2 separate regions of the Pan troglodytes genome follow, and region 2 is linked to region 1. Evidence: chromatin contacts called from public HiChIP or PLAC-seq data. All regions are on one chromosome and are shown on one strand. The core of a region is the stretch at or near the end of the contact, and the rest is flanking DNA. Distances in the headings are between cores, read along the strand shown. Region 1 holds the start of NPDC1 (neural proliferation, differentiation and control 1). Region 2 holds the start of PHPT1 (phosphohistidine phosphatase 1).

The links. HiChIP or PLAC-seq counts read pairs in DNA pulled down with a chosen protein or histone mark.
Region 2: an H3K4me3 HiChIP or PLAC-seq map of stem cell-derived excitatory neurons shows a contact between it and region 1, with 4 times the contacts expected there. The contact joins the promoter of PHPT1 here to the promoter of NPDC1 in region 1. A contact is called at or near these places in 1 of 7 Hi-C or Micro-C datasets (stem cell-derived neural progenitor cells) and 1 of 1 datasets of contacts at active chromatin or transcription factors (stem cell-derived excitatory neurons).

The regions. Positions count from the first base shown.
Region 1 is chr11:1,404,369-1,407,318 of NHGRI_mPanTro3-v2.0_pri, reverse strand. NPDC1 (neural proliferation, differentiation and control 1) reads right to left here and starts at 1,472. Exons shown (of 9, transcript XR_010148524.1): 1 at 664-1,472. ENTPD2 (ectonucleoside triphosphate diphosphohydrolase 2) reads right to left here. Exons shown (of 9, transcript XM_016962218.4): 9 at 2,901-2,950.
Region 2 is chr11:1,609,197-1,612,146 of NHGRI_mPanTro3-v2.0_pri, reverse strand. PHPT1 (phosphohistidine phosphatase 1) reads left to right here and starts at 1,472. Exons shown (of 5, transcript XM_016962189.4): 1 at 1,472-1,597; 2 at 2,633-2,950. The coding sequence starts at 2,836. It overlaps AJM1 (apical junction component 1 homolog), which reads left to right. Exons shown (of 3, transcript XM_016962177.3): 3 at 1-2,115. The coding sequence ends at 659.

The DNA of each region.
Region 1 (2,950 bases), core at 223-2,722:
TCCACCTGCAGCCCTCAGTCCCAAAGACAGAATGCCAGTGCCCTCGAGGGCAGGGGATGCAGGCGGAGGCTCTGAGGCTGCAACAGTCTCCCTCCTATTGAAGCTAGAACAGCACCCCGAGCCTGCGCCATAAGTGCCCCCAGAACTTCAGCGCCCACCATGGCGCACAAGGCCGGTGCCCAGCGCCACCCAAGGCGTGAGGACAGGCAGAGCAGCACTGAGGCCCCGACCCCGGGACGCGCACCGGCAGCGAAGCCGGCGGGCACTCAGGGCCAGCCCCACACCCGCAGGAGCCCCGAACACGGAGACACAGAGACGCACACAGGCAGACTCCCGGCGGGCCCGCCCAGAGCCAGATGGCCGCGGCGCGGAGGCCTGAGCCAGACGGGCTCCCGGCGGAAGAAGCCATGAATGTAAGGTACGCCTCTGGGAACCGGCAGAAGCCCCATCCGGCGCGGCCTTTTGGAGGCTCCGCGCTGCGCCCTCCGGCCAGGCCTGTTTATTCCATCGTGGGCGAGGCGGGGCCGCCGCCACCAGCGGACCAGGCCTGCAGGGCCTGCGGGCCTGGGCAGGACGAGGGCGGCGGCGCCCGGCAACCCGGTCCCCGCCCGGCGATCCCGGCCCCGGGGCGCCCCGCGGCCTGCGCCCAGCGCGCTCGCTCACCCGGGTGGCCGGCGGCGGCTCCACGCAGGGCGGCGCCGAGGACGAGGCCGGAGAGCAGCAGCCGCAGCAGCCGCAGGTGCCGCGGGGAGGGCGGAGGCAGCGGCGTCGCCATCCTTCAGCGCCGCCGCCGGGGCAGCATGGCACCGCGAGGCCAGGGGCTCGGCGCGGGCTCCGGGCTCCGCGTCGGGAGCAGCGGAGGCAGCGGGGGAGGACGCAGGAGGAAGAGGAGGCGGATGCCAAGGAGGAGGAGGAGGAAGAGGAAAGGCACGGGCGGCGGCGCTGACGCTGCAGCAAGGATCCGGGATGGAGGCGCCGGCGAGGCGCGCACGCGGAGACTGCGCCTGCGCGCTCCACCTGAGGGGGCGGGAGGGCGGCTCCAGACTGCGCCCCCTCCCCCTGCTCCAGTTCTGGTCCCCTCTCCGGGCCTCGCTGGACCTCTCTCGGCCTCAGGGTGTCTCGGCACCTGCGGTCTCTGGGGCCGGTGCGGTTCCCAGAAGTCCGGCTGGGTTTGGGCCGCGGGTGGGCTTCTCCAGGATGCGCTCCCTTCTGGCCTCTTCCCGGTAGGACTCCGAGCCCCTCACCCGCACCCGCGATGGGGCAGAGGACCTGTGTGGGCCTAGCCTCGCGAGCGCACAGAGACACAGGAGCGCCGGGCGCACGCAGACAGGTGCTCACGAGCTGGGCAGGTGCACAGGAAGGCACAGGTGTGCCCACAGAGGCAGGGGCACCCCCACTCGCGGGAAAAGCAAATACAGGAACACAGAACGGCCCCGGCCCCGACTGCAGCTTTGGCTGGAGCCGCGGCGGCCGCGCGCAGTGAGGCCACCAGGGGGCAAGAGTGATCCGGAGCCACTGAGGACTGGAGCTGGGAGCTGTCCAAGGTGTTCAGGGTCCCCAGGTGACAGCCCTTTAGCTCCCTCAGGACAATGGGCATCTTTTTTTTTTTTTTTTTTTTTTTCTTTGAGACAGCGTCTCTGTCGCCTAGCCTGGAGTGCAGTGGTGCCATTTCGGCCCACTGCAACCTCCACCTCTCGGGTTCAAGTGATTCTCGTGCCTCTGCCTCCTGAGTAGCTGGGATTACAGGCGCATGCCACCATGCTGGGCTAATTTTTGTATTTTTAGTACAGACGGGGTTTCACCATGTTGCCTCAGCTGGTCTTGAACTCCTGACCTCAGGTGATACGCCAGCCTCAGCCTCCCAAAGTGCTGGGATTACAGGCGTGAGCCACTGTGCCCAGCTGACAACGGGCATCTCTGATGCCCCCCTTGCACCTCACCTGTTGCCTCCCAAGAGCACGCCCACCCCATCCCACTAGAAACCTCCTTTGACTAGTCATTCAGAGAACAAGAGTGAGACCTCCAACCCGGGGTGTCCCCTTGGTCCTTCCAGTCTCAGAACTTCAAAGCTGGGGCTGGCTGCCCTCAGGTTTATCAAATGACTTTTAAAAAATGGTGAAGAGGGGAGGGAAGAGCAGAATAAGAACCACCACCCTCCTCGCCAGGGCACTGAGCATAGAGACAGTGTCTAAGCTCACTTCCCAGGAAGGTGAGGAGGCGAGTGGGCAAGACCAGGCCTTCCCATCCTGGAGAAAACTGGCTTGGGGAGGGGCTGCAGGGCCTGGCTGGGGCTGCAGGATGCCTTTTGGAGGTGCAGGACACTCAGTCCCAGGTGAGAAGGGCAAGGTGCCCTGTGCCATTGCATGGCTCGGCTCCACAGCCAGGTTCTGTGCAAGATTCCTGCCTATGGGTCCCGGTCCTGATCTCATCTCCCACCCCTGTGCCACCTCCTGATGTGGGCCTGCCCTCCCTCCAGTCTCTACCAGCACTGACTGCCCCCTAGGAAGCCGCCTGGCTGGCTGCCACCCACTCTCCGCCACCTCCCTGACCTCTACCCTCACCCCCAGGCTCACTGTACCAGGACCCAACCTTCAGTCTGGCCTTGGTCACCAACGCAGATCCGGATGTGATGGTTTTGGGGAACTCTGCTGGCCAGAGAAGACTCAAGGGCCCAGGAACATTCCCTCGGGCCAGCCATCCTGCAGCTACTCTAGGCTGCCACGGCACAGCAGGGCAGCAGCCAGTGCCCCAGGCCTGGCTCCAGAGCAGAAGGCAGTAGGGAGGGATGGTGTCCACCCTCAGGACCAAGGGCAGGCCCGTGCGGCTAGAACAGCGGGAAGGTGGGGGCACAGGCCACAGCAAGGATGCCCCACCCCACAGACACTCTCCTTTCACGTCTCTAGGAAAAACTTTTTATTACAAAATTTTTACAAGTAGGTGCTGGGCTGGC
Region 2 (2,950 bases), core at 223-2,722, 200 kb before region 1:
GTCCAGGCTCGGCCGACAACTTCCTGCGCTTTGGCCTGGAGGGGCTGCTGCTATCCCCCACCTACCTATCGCTGCGTGAGCTGGCCACACACGCGGCGCCCCTGGGCAGCTACGCGCGCGAGCTGGCGGCCGCTGGGCGCCTCTACGAACCGGCAGAGTGCTTCCTGCTCAGCGTGTCCGTGGCCGTGGGACCCGGCACCGCGCCACCGGGGACACCCGCCCTGCCCGCGCCCGCGCCACGCAGCCACGGGCCAACAGTGCGCAAGTTCGCCAAGGTAGCGCTGGCGGCCGGCAGCCCCGCGCGGCCGCCCCCGGCGCGGAGCCGCGAGCCCGACATGGAGACGCTGATCCTGACGCCACCGCCGGGCACGGCGGGCCTGGATCAGGACGGCGAGGCGGGCCGGCGCGCGCGCGAGGTGGCCTTCATCCACATCCAGCGCGAGCTGCGGCTGCGCGGCGTCTTCCTGCGCCACGAGTTCCCGCGCGTCTACGAGCAGCTTTGCGAGTTCGTCGAGGCCAACAGGCGCTTCACGCCCACCACCATCTACCCCACGGACCGGCGCACCGGCCGCCCCTTCATGTGCATGATCATGGCCGCCTCCGAGCCGCGCGCGCTCGACTGGGTGGCCAGCGCCAACCTGCTGGACGACATCATGTGAGGCGCCGGGCCCACCAGGCCTAGCCCAGGCGCTGGCCCGAACCCTGCCCTGCCCACTCAGGCCCCGCCCGGCCCACCCAGGGCCGCCCCCGAGCCCCGCCAGGGCCCCACCCCGACTTCTTCTAGGCCCCGCCTCTAATTCCCCAGCCTTCCAAGCTCCGCTCAGTACGGCCTCCAGCTCCGCCCAGGCCCCCACCCCCCGGCCCTTCGTCCCTGTAGTGTTCCTCACAGGCCCTTCGCCTTCCCACCCCCAGCAACCCCTCTCCCTCCTCCGGGTCTCCTCCCTCTCCCAGCTCGCCCTCGAGGATCCCCAGAAGAAGTCGGTCCTCGCCCTCGGTGCTCCCCGCTGGGAGGCGGGGTGGGCCTGAGGACCGCCGAGCTCTGCCTTCACTCGGAGGGGTCACTACTGCACAGACCCCACCCGTACAGATCCGGTCCCCGTCGGTCCGCGGGGCTCTCGCTGGAGCCTCCCCGACTCCGGTTTCCCCTCGTCCAGAAGCCCGACGTAACCAAAGCCCAGTCTGTCACTTTAAACACGCCCCGCCCCGCCTCCCGCGGCAGTGTTGCCTCCTCGCTGGAGAACACCCTGGTCGACCTCTGTGCGTCCGTGTGCGCGAGCGCGTCCCGCCGAGGCGGTGGGCAGGGCGGACGGTGCGCAGTGCGTTCCCGCTGGTCGGAGCCAGCACACTAACCACGCCACGCGCCCTGCCGTCCCTTCGCCTCCAGCCGCTGCAGTCTGGGCCCTGCAGGAGCTGGGAAAAACCGCAGGGAGGTCTTCAGGCCGATATGCAAGTCTCCCAGCCGAAAGGGCAGGGGACCTGAACAGGGGAAGCAGAGCACATGGGCCTGGCCAGAGCTGATACCTGGCTAGGAGAGGAAGGACCAAGGGACGGGGCGTTCCCAGGTGGGAGCCTGGAGGGCAAAGCGTGGTGCGAGCAGGTGAGGGAGAGAGCTAGTTGGTAAGCGTGGAAGCCCACCCGAGGGGGCTTGACCTGTCCCGAGAGGTCCCCGCACACCCGCTCTGGCCGCACCCCGTACTGCGGGCGTGGAGGCGCAAGCCCGGCGGCCCGGCCTCCACCTGTCCCCCAAGTGCACCCTGGTCCGCGCCCAGAGCTCTCTGGAGGGTGGGGTATCCGGGAGAGGGGTGGAGGCCAAACGCAAGGGCCCTCCTGGAGTCCCCAGCCCTACTTCGGAGCCAGGGGAGGGGGCACCAAGTGAGAGAAATTGGGCACCCCCGCCTCCGCTCCTGCTTTCGCACCCGGCGCGCCCATCTCGTCCCCGCGCGTCTGCACCGGCCAGGCGTCCCGCTTGCCCACCCGCCGCCGCGCCCCGCGCCCCCTACCCCAGGGCCTCTGCATTCGGCCCCACCCCTGAGGGCCGGCCAGGAACGCCCCTGGGCCGGAATAATTTCCAGGGGGCAAGAGCTTTCGAACCAAGTAAAATAGAACTTGAATGTAGCGGCTGCTGTTGCCTCCTTGTACGGGTAGCGGGGTTGGGGACGGAAGCCTTCGGTCGGTGGAGAGGAGAAAGGGAGAGGCCTTCGGGCGGTGGACGGGGAAGAGAGGGAGTCCTTCGGGCGGTGGAGGGGGTAGAGAGCGAGGCCTTCGGGCGGTGGAGAGCGGGGAGGGGGAGTCCTTCGGGCGGTGGGAGGGGGAGAGAGGGAGGCCTTTGGGCGGTGGGAGGGGGAGGGGGGAGTCCTTCGGGCGGTGGGAGGGGGAGGGGGAGTCCTTCGGGCGGTGGGAGGGGGAGGGGGGAGGCCTTTGGGCGGTGGGGGCCACGGGGAGGGTGGCCTTCGGACTACGTGCGGGACAGGAGGTCAGGGCTGGCAAGTCCCTCAGGCCTCCCTCGTTGCCCCAGCCTCGCGGGCCGCCTAACTGCCCCGTTCCAAGGGTGCCACCGGACCCCGCTGGAGAGGAACTTTTCCGTTGGCTGGATTTCATCACCACCCATTCCCGATTCCACGTTTCCTTTAAGCGGGGCTGGCGGAGCCGCAAGGCGGCAAGGAACTGGATTGCGATTGGTCAGCACGTGCCTCGGTCGGCGGTACAATTGGCTGAGGCGCTGGGCCTTGGGAAGCATTCCCCGACGGGATTGGTCGTCGCTCTCGCAGAGCCCGCCTCCCGCAGTACAAGCGGCCCCCGGGTCGGGTGGGAGGAGGGGACTCCGGGAGGAGGAACATGGCGGCGGCGGACCTCGCTCTCATTCCTGATGTGGACATCGACTCCGACGGCGTCTTCAAGTATGTGCTGATCCGAGTCCACTCGGCTCCCCGCTCCGGGGCTCCGGCTGCAG